Linked DNA regions of Sus scrofa: region 1 is linked to region 2. A link is a contact called in public HiChIP or PLAC-seq data. All regions are on one chromosome and are shown on one strand. The core of a region is the stretch at or near the end of the contact, and the rest is flanking DNA. Distances in the headings are between cores, read along the strand shown.

Region 1 (4,842 bases), core at 655-3,154, 350 kb before region 2:
CTTTTCATCTAAGAGTGGCTTTTTCCTATAATTTCTAACCCTGATGTTCTTTCTATCATAAAGCCATCCTTTGATTTCTGAAAAAACTTTTTCTTAAAAAAAAAAGCAGCCTTATTCACAGCAGCCAAAAGATAGAAGCAACTCAAGTGTTCATGGAAGGATGAAGGGATAAACAAAGTTGGGTTTATACATGCAGGGGAGTATTGTTCACTCATAAGAAGGAAAGGCTTTCTGAAACATGCTACAATATAGATGAACCTCAAAGAAACTATGCCAAGTGAAATAAGCCAGGCATACAAAAGGACAAATACTGTAAGATTTCAAATATGTAAAGACAGGAAGTAGCATGCTGGGGATTTCACATTGTGGCACAGCAGAAAGGAATCTGACCAGTATCCACGAGGACTTGGGTTAGATCCCTGGCCTTGCTCAGTGGGTTAAGGGTCCAGCATTGCTGTGAGCTGTGGTGTAGGTCACAGATGTGGCTTAGATCCCTTGTTGCTGTGGCTGTGGCAGCTGCAGCTCTGATTTGACCCCTAGCCTAGGAACTTCCTTACGCTATTGGTACAGCCCTAAAAAGCCAAAAAAAAAAAAAAAAAGAAAAGAAAAGAAAAAAAGAAAGGATGCTGGTTGCCAGGGCTGAGGGGAGAAAGGAATGGGGGTTAGTGTTTAATGGGTAGAGTTTCAGTTTAGGGAAGGCTGGTGGTAATAAGGGGAGAACACTGTGAATGTACCTAACGCCACTGACTAGATAAAAATGGTGACAATGGGATATTTTATGTATACATTACATCATTTTTTAAATAACGAAAATTTTCAGTGAAATTTAGCGGTTGTCCATTTTATTTATTTTCATATCTTTTTAAGCCAGGGTCACTTTTCTTCTATTATAAATAACTTCAGTTTCCTAGTAGACAACCGGTAAATAATTGATAAGTAAACGATTCATTCCTCACATGAGAGCAATAATTTTGTCACGACTAGTGCTAAGCAGTTTAGAATTGACGGAAGTTATAAATAATATGTGAAGCACCGAGAGTAAAGCACCTTTCCTCCCATAAATAACTCTTAAGCGGGTCAACAATTGAGAGATTTGTAGATTTCCCGCTTTGTATTTGTCAAATGAGACTTTCTGGTTCCCTATCTGCAAAAGGTCTTTGACAAAGAGTTGAAAAGAGGTTGTTTAATTAATTCCTTCTAACAGCCTTTCAGCCTGAGGCATATCTTTTACAGTTGATTGAACCCAGGCTTTTCTAATAGGACATTCAGTCTCATTCCCATTGCACAATTGCCGCCTTAGGAGCCTCTGTAATGCCACCTCTGCCACAGGTCCAACTGCCCACTTTCTGAGTCAGTGATCCTGACCAGGAGCTTTCTCTGTACTTTTATCCTGAGCAAAGCCAGTTCTCTCAGAGTTTGGTTCATCTGCTAGGAAAAAAGACCTAGCTACAGCGGTTTAAACTGATGAGCTTCTCATTTTCTCGTGTCATAAGCAGCCTGGAGGGAGGCAATTGTCGATGCTAGTTCAGTGTTTCCAGAGTGCTGATGAAAGGTCCCTGTGATTGATTGGTCAGTTGATTTTTGGTCTTTGCTCCAGATGATGTAGCTCAGGCTGCCAGGTCCGCTTTTCAAGCAGTAGACAATAAAAAAAAGTCAGACAATAGGGCATTTCCAGAAGCTCCACCCAACCATTTCTCCTTACACCTCACTGGCCACTTCTTTCTGGAAGGGAAGCTGGGAAATGTAGTTTTCAGATGGGAACAATGCCAAAGGTGCTTTTTATTAAGGAAGGAGGGCGAATGGATACAGTATAGGTGAAGAGCCTTCTTTACTCAAGGGAGGCTACAGGGTGTCTGAATTCTGGCAGTGGTGAGCAAGGAGGCATAAAAACCTCAGTAGAGCTAATCATGCATGTTGCTATGACAGCAATGACCTCAGTGTTAACACTCCTCCTTCACATCCTTGGTTCTTAGAGTATGTGATGATGTCTTCTTGGCCTTTCCTCCCTATTGCAGAACTGCTGACATAGGTTCTTACTCATACATATCCTAGAAACGTAATGTGACATTAAGTAATGGGGCGGGGGGAGGGTGCTGAAAGACTAGATGGTCTTCTGTAAAACAGAAGCCAGATCTATTTCCTGAGGCAGGAGACTATACCAAAAAGAGAATTGGCTTGAGTTCAGGCATAATTTAGGCACAGATTGTGGAAAGTATAGTGAGCCTTAACTTATTATTTGTCAGATTTCTTTTTCATAAAATATGCAATATAGCTACTGATACGGATTGGTAGCAATTGTGAAAGTTCTTGGGAACAATGTAAAGTGTCGTGTAAAAAATCATTTGAGATCACTAATAGGTGGAATCTAATTTTTAAAATGATGCAAAAGAACTTATTCACAAAACAGAAACAGACTCAAAGCTTTCAAAACCAAACTTATGGGGAGCAAAGGGCAAATGTTGGGGGGAAGGATAAATTAGGTTGGGATTAACATATATACACTACTATATACAAAATAGGTAAGTAACAAGGACCTGCTATATAGCACAGGGAAGTCTACTTAATACTGTGTAATGACCTATATGGGAAAAGAATCCAAAAGGGAATGGATATGTGTACATGCGTAACTGTATAACTGCTTCACTTTGCTGTACACCTGAAACCAACACAGCGTTGTAAGTCAACTATACTCCAATTACATTTAAAAAATAAAAATAAGTAAAGTTTTGGTGTAAATATGTAACTTTTGATAATTTAAAATTACATTTGCTCTTGTTTTTATCTTGAAGTGCAAAAGAACACATAGCATGCACTTCGTCCTTTACATCAAGAGGAAAAATTATTGTTACTCTCCAATTGAATTACTGACTATTTTATTTCCCTTCTGATAAATGTATCTGTCTCCTTTCTAAGGCAAGTAAGAATCCTTTAACTTTCTAGAAATGAGAAAGAATTTAGGAAATTTAGGAAAGCTTGTGATAGGTCTCAAACCATTTGTGTATTACTTGAAATATTTCCTAAATCTTTCTGAGATTGACTTTCCATTCTAAAATCATACCCGGAATTGTTTTTCCTTTGCTTTACACTTTCCTTTGTAACTCAAGTAAGGAGCTCAGGATAAATCCTTTAGTAATGACGGGTAACTCGTCTGGAATGCGCACACATTTCAGAGGTGCTAAAGCTTCTCTGTTTTTTAAGAACCTATGTTTTGGGGGGGGGTTAAAAGTAATCAAGGAGAGGATCATGTCACAGAAGCTGTTGACTTGCCTTCAGAGGCTGAGAAGTGGGTGGCTTGAAGCTTAGGCCGGTAGCAATAACAAAAAGAGCTATGATGTATCGTAAGAAGCTGAACTCTGTCTTGCCTTTACCACTCTAATTAGCTGGTGTTAGGATATCACAGGCTTCCTATTTTAGCACTGCTTTGTGACTTTTCCCTTTTATTCTCGGGTGGGGATGGTGGTGAAACAGCTCACCCCCTCCCGTCACTCACCGTAGAGTTGGGCTCCATCCAAAGCCCTGCGTTTGGCGCGGAAGGCCCTCTCTTCAGGGTGTGTCTGAGCAGAGGGCCAAATGCTTCCCAGGTCAGCTGGGGCTTCCAGATGGTAATAGGTCACAACTAAAAATAGGGGTATAAAATCTGCTACCCAGGTCCATCCCATGTGTCAGAGGCTGGTTTCAGAAGAGTCTAGAAGTGGCACTTCCACATTCATCGACTGATAACCAACAGCCTGAATCTTCCACAATCAATTAGAAAGAGAATGTTTGGCAAGTAAGAAATGTTGTCACACGAGAGCATAGCAGTGACAGAAATATGAGGGTTCCTTACAGGAGGCTGGCCAACTGGTGGTCCAGCAGCAGCCCTGGTGCCCTCTGTGTTGTTTCTGACCTAGCCACAGGGCTTGGAAAGACAGTGACTAACCTGTTGTCTAGATTTGGATCATATTCCCTGATATAAATCCTATTTGTGTTTTATAAAGTCTATTTTATGTCTCAAAATCCTACCAAAAGAATCATTCTGATTTTTCATTGGCATATTTTATGCCATCAGATTCATGGCCAGGTCAAAATGTAACTTCAGATTTCTTTTAAAGGACTGTGAGCCAGGTACAGGGTTCCCTAAGGCAAGGGAACCTTTCTTTCTTTGGACAGAGGACTCTGAGGGCTCCTGAGGGAGCACATTAACAATTCGTCCAAGGAATTTTGGTTCCCTCCACCTCTGAGCATTAGGAGTCGACCAAGAGAAGGGTCCTGAGATGTTCTGACAGTTCGAGTAAGCTTGACTCAAATGCAGGGATTTGCCAGTCATTGCCAGGTAGTAGAGCTATGAAGATGAATATGGCACTTGCCCTCCATAGATTTTTATTTGGTAGGAATGGACAGATACATGAAGAAGTGTGCCACTAAATATCTCCAGGACTTTGATGAGAGTCAGTCTAGTTGGGGGCAGGTATAGGAGGGAGAAGGAAGGTGAAACACTCGATGAGGTGTCCCTGAGCTGAATGTTCCATTGAAAGATGCTGGCCCCAAGGGCAGGTTGGGGAAAAGAGTTCCTTGTAGAGTAAGGCAAGATAGACACACGAGCTTGTGTGTGTTTGGGAGACCAGTCCAATGGAAGCATGACATGGAAACTAGAGTTTTATAAAAGAGGCAGTCAGAGGGGCAAATGGAAGTAGATTACAGGACCTTGACTACCATGAAAATTAAGATTTTTGACTTGTAAGCAGTAGGTCATTAAAAAGATTTTGAAGGGTGAGTTCCCATTGTAGCACAGCAGTAATGAACATGACTAGTATCCATGAGGATGCGGGTTCAATCCCTGGCCTCGCTCAGTGGGTTGGGGAT
Region 2 (4,620 bases), core at 1,863-4,362:
GGACAGATGGTCAGCATGTCTCTGAGACTATCTTTCATTAATCCCAGCTTCTATTTTCTGGGGAAATATACATAATGTAAAATTAACCACTTCAGTCTTTTTTGAGTGTATAATGCAGTGGCATTAAGTACATTCATATTGTTAGGCAACTGTTACCACCATCTATCCCCAGAACCTTTTCAAACTGTAACTCCGAACCCATTTAAAAATAGCCCCTCGTTCCTCGCTCCTGGTTCTTATTTAGACTTTTGAAAGGACATGGGTGGCTGGCTGTTTGAGGTTGAGGTCTCTGGCAAGTTCTGGAGCTATGTCTGTCCTGTGGCATGGTGGGTGGCCCCTGACTTAAGACACCAGGCATCACAACATGCCATTTTGTGGTAAATTCCTGAGAACGCCTCTTTGGCCAGTTGGAAGGCTTTTGTATGGCTTTGTGGACAAAGGGCTATAGGCCTGCTGTCCCCACTTAAGGGTTTCAGCCAGTCCTTTGTTGAAGTCTCACATTTTCTGCCACCCAATATGGAAGAACTGATCTCCATCTGGAAGATTTTTAAGAGTAATTGGTACCAATAGACTTTTCCCAACTGTGTGATTACTTGAATATGGCTCTCTAGGATGTTGGCTTCTGGATAAGACCTTACTGTGATGGCCTCCGAAGAGAAACTCTGCTGCAGGTGCCACTGATGGACAGATGAGTAAATTGTTCACCAGGAAAGTGCTTAGTGTTTTTCACCCAAAGGCCCCTGAGAGGCTATTTCTAGAACGGTTTTGGGTTTTGTCACTGTACTCTGGCTGTTGAGTCCGATAGTGATTGAACAATGCTTTTATGTGCATTTCAAAAGAATTCTTTGGTCCTGAGAACAAAATGAGATTATTGCTATAGAGAAGATGGCTCCCTTCCCACCTGCTACAACAGAGATGCTAGCTAGTACCTTTAAAAACTGAACCACATTTAAGTTTAGATGAGTGGAAATCCCTTGCCTTTTTAGAAGATCAAGTTTAGGAGGTAGCTTTGACACCTCCAAATATGATAATCCTCTCTGAAACAAAAAGCCAAAAAAGAGCATGTAGCTTTTCTCTCCAGTTTTTGTGCATATCTACCAGGTAGGCAGAAATCATACCTTGATTTTGTAAAAACTCTTGTCTGAAAAGTCTATATCCTTCTGAGCCCAGACTGTGGGATTGATGATCTGACTGCTGAGAACTGTCCTAAAAAGAACCTTCTAGTACATTTGCCAAGCCTAACACAGGCCTGCATCAGAACTAAATTCAGCTCTGGAATGCCTTGCAGAGAGGTTGTCGTTTAATCAGAATTTGTAATTAAAATTTATAAGAAATGTTTTGTAAGCAAACTCTTCATCAGAACATGATATATAATATTTATGTTAGAAAAGAGAAATCTAAAAGACTCTTCTGAAATGTTAGCTATATATTTGGGTGCTGAGCTTATAGGTTATGTTAATTTTCTTACATCCCTTTCCTTCCAACTTTGTAAAAGCAACATGCGTTACTTTTGTAATTGGAAAACATCTTATTTCCTAAAAAGGAAATTTAAAAATTTTAATGCATGTTTTGTCCTTAGCTTTTGGAACCTCCTTCTGTGTCACTGACTTTGAAAGCTCACAGTCCTGCTGCCATTACCAAACCAGACCTGGGTCTATTTACCCCACAAACAGCAAAGCCAGTCCACTAACTGCAGGCTGTGGTGAAGGGAAGATACAGTGGCACCAAGCAGGGAGAATGGGCAGCTCATGCTTAAAAGACCTGAACTCCCTGATGGCTTTGGAAGAATTTTTAAAGACAATATGAGGGGAAGGAAAGTCACAGCCTGTGTGATCCACTGGTGCACACTCTCTAATTGGTTGATGGTGAGATAATGGTGACATTTAATCTCAGTCATCAACCTTCAGTTTCCAACCAGTCTGAGGTGCCCATGCTGGTGATCCACAAGCAGCTAACTTCTTCCACCTGGTGGGGGTTTTAGTATCTGCAAAACAGCTCAAGGATATGGCTCAGGATATTATTTACAGCCCTAGAGGAGGAACTAAAGGTCCTTGCTTTGTTTTATGTCTAAATTTTGTCTTGCTTGACTGTTTTCCTCACTTCTCTGGTTAAATTTGCTCTTTGGAACTCAGAGAAGGCCTCAGAGGCTAAAGCTTTTTTGAAAACAAGAGGCAGAGGACACGGTGGGGTCTGAGGTGAGATGGGACATCCATGCTTAGGAAGCTCCTGCTCAGTTTTATCGTCATAGTTGCATATTTGTCATGGACAGCAGGGCACAGGAGCCTCCTGCAGAGTCAGGCCCATTTGCTGCGAGGCAAGGTTCGGGACCGCCCAGATCATTGAGAACTAGCGAAGCCAGAAGGCTCTCATGACTAGCTTACTAGCTTAGCTGTCTTGTCAGTCTTGATAGGATTCATTCCACTGCCCCCCCCCCCCATCCTAAAATCACTTTTTTAAAAATCCCTATATCCTCTGGCTAACTGTTAACCACCAACCACCAGGGCCAACTGGAAGACCTGGTGTTGCTGAGATTAAGAATGGTTTTGGCAATTAGGGATTTGCTCACTTGCTTTTATGTAAGCCTGAGGCATCAGGTTCACTTCCTGCTCTTGGGAGCCCTTGTTCAGTGGTTGCTTGGCACTCTTCTCCACCAATACCACTGCCAAAAGTGAACGAGTACTTTTTCTGTTTTGAAAACCATGGAACAGGGTTGAGATAAGAGAACCAGGTGTTACTTACTCCTCTGAATCTTTTCCCTCTAACCCAGTTTCCAAATTTTAGACCTAAAATAACAAATAGGTTCGTAGGTTTGTCCTTTGCTTCACACTTGAATTTGGATCTGGCCTTCAGAAAATAATGCTGCTAGAGCTATAATAGAAATTACTGTACTCATTTCCTTATGGGGGAGGCACATGCTTATTGATGACTGAAAGCACTTAAGGATGAAAGTTATCTGAGTCTCTTGTTCAGTGTGGCAGGGCTTATTTTTTATTGTTATCGATTTGGCCCCTGAGGTGATGACTCCTGGAATTTTTAAAGCAGTTGAAGTTGTCTCGCATCTATGGCAAGATGTTACGTGGAGGAGAGGAAGGAAGTTGTGGGCAAAAGCCACTGCCAAGTGATTTGTAGCCGAGCTGTTCAGAAGGCTGTCAGGAAACAGCTTTATTCTTCCATCTCCCTTTGCATAGGAATGGAACCCAGAGAAGGGATTGCAGTAAGTCTCCAAATCTGCCTATTCATTTAGACAAATTTACCTTCTCCCTTCCTCCCCTCAATTCTGGAGCAGTTGGTTCTCCTTGCAATACCATCCCAGTGGATTCAGGTTTTTTCTGGAGCTTGCACTTCCCTGACCCCTGCGTGGCTGTGTCTCTGGGCAGCAGGCAAGTGTACAGGCCTTAGAAGTGAGTCTGGTCTCTCAGGTTCCTTCTCAGGCATGTGCACTGGCATCTGAGGCCGCCCTTTTGACCCCAGGTTCTCCATGTCACCGAGGTGGCAGTGAAGTGAATTTGTTTGTGCAGGCAGCAGAATCACGTGTCAGGGTGATAAATATGTATGAAACTGGCTAGTTCATTTGAAAGACACCAAGGCTTACACTGCACCATTGCATCCATTCAGGTGAAAATTCATTTCTCTCCATGGCAGGGGCGGAGAGACCTTGAAATACGTTCTTCTTCATCAAGGTGGCTCAACCGGGAAAAACCTTTTAGTTTTTCAGAGCTATTAATGCTAATCAGAAAAAATTTGCTGTCAGCTGATAGCTAACAGCACATTTGGAGGCAAAGTTGGGGTTTTTGTTGCTGTTGTTTTTATTGTTGCTTTTCATTCCAGATTCTCCAAACCTCAGCTTTCTGTGTTCTCTGTTTCTTTTTGTGGAGCAAGGGGCTTATGCATTGTGTTCAGGATACATCTGCAAAAGGCTTCTGGAATGTTTTTATTGCATTTTAAATGCTGCAACCACCAGAGGCCAAATTATAAGCCAGAATTTTCCTCTTAGTAGCATGCCAGAAATCTCTCTGTCCAATGTAATTTGCATTATGATTAGAAAATACAATAAACTGGACACAGTTTTTTAGTCTTAGGGTATCACTGAGTTTTTCCCACAGTGTGTGTTGCCATTGTGGCTGGAGTTATATGCCAGCCTGGACCCCCTCAAAATGTAAGAGCAAGAGTAGGGGGTTAGAAGCTTCCTAGGCTGTCTTTGACAAAATTTGGGAAAATGCAGGTAGAAAGTAAAGGTAGGAGGAAAAGGAAATTAAAAATAATGAGATGAAGCTGGAGCGCGGTTGCTTTATTCAGCAGGGTAGGGGAGATAACCCTTATCCATTTTAGTTGAAGAGGTAAATCTTGGCTATTAAAGGATGTTTGGTTCCACTTGTAAATGGACATCAGCTGTCACTGGAAAAGCTTTTCTTTTTTTTTTTTCCCCTCGTCTTTTTGCCTTTTCTAGGGCCGTTCCTGTAGCATATGGAGATTCCCAGGCTAGGGGTCGAATTGGAGCTGTAGCTGCCAGCCTACGCCAGAGCCACAGCAACGTGGGATCCCAGCTGCTTCTGCAACCTACACCACAGCTCATGGAAACACTGGATCCTTAACCCATTGAGCAAGGCCAGGGATTGAACC

What was found. HiChIP or PLAC-seq counts read pairs in DNA pulled down with a chosen protein or histone mark.
Region 1: a contact with region 2 is called in an H3K27ac HiChIP or PLAC-seq map of skeletal muscle. The contact joins two enhancer-like sites. A contact is called at or near these places in 1 of 47 Hi-C or Micro-C datasets (epiblast stem cells) and 1 of 2 datasets of contacts at active chromatin or transcription factors (skeletal muscle).

What each region holds. Positions count from the first base shown.
Region 1 is chr14:63,573,598-63,578,439 of Sscrofa11.1, reverse strand. All of the region lies in intron 16 of ANK3 (ankyrin-3), which reads left to right. Among named protein-coding and RNA genes, the nearest start is that of ANK3, 230 kb to the left of the region's middle. Within about 2 kb of position 1,904, at least 7 of the 83 cell types and tissues checked have an H3K27ac peak or open chromatin away from gene starts, as enhancers often do. A contact at or near this core is called in skeletal muscle, where this site is marked.
Region 2 is chr14:63,229,428-63,234,047 of Sscrofa11.1, reverse strand. The region is part of intron 2 of CCDC6 (coiled-coil domain-containing protein 6); the gene reads left to right. Among named protein-coding and RNA genes, the nearest start is that of CCDC6, 68 kb to the left of the region's middle. Within about 2 kb of position 3,112, at least 8 of the 83 cell types and tissues checked have an H3K27ac peak or open chromatin away from gene starts, as enhancers often do. A contact at or near this core is called in skeletal muscle, where this site is marked.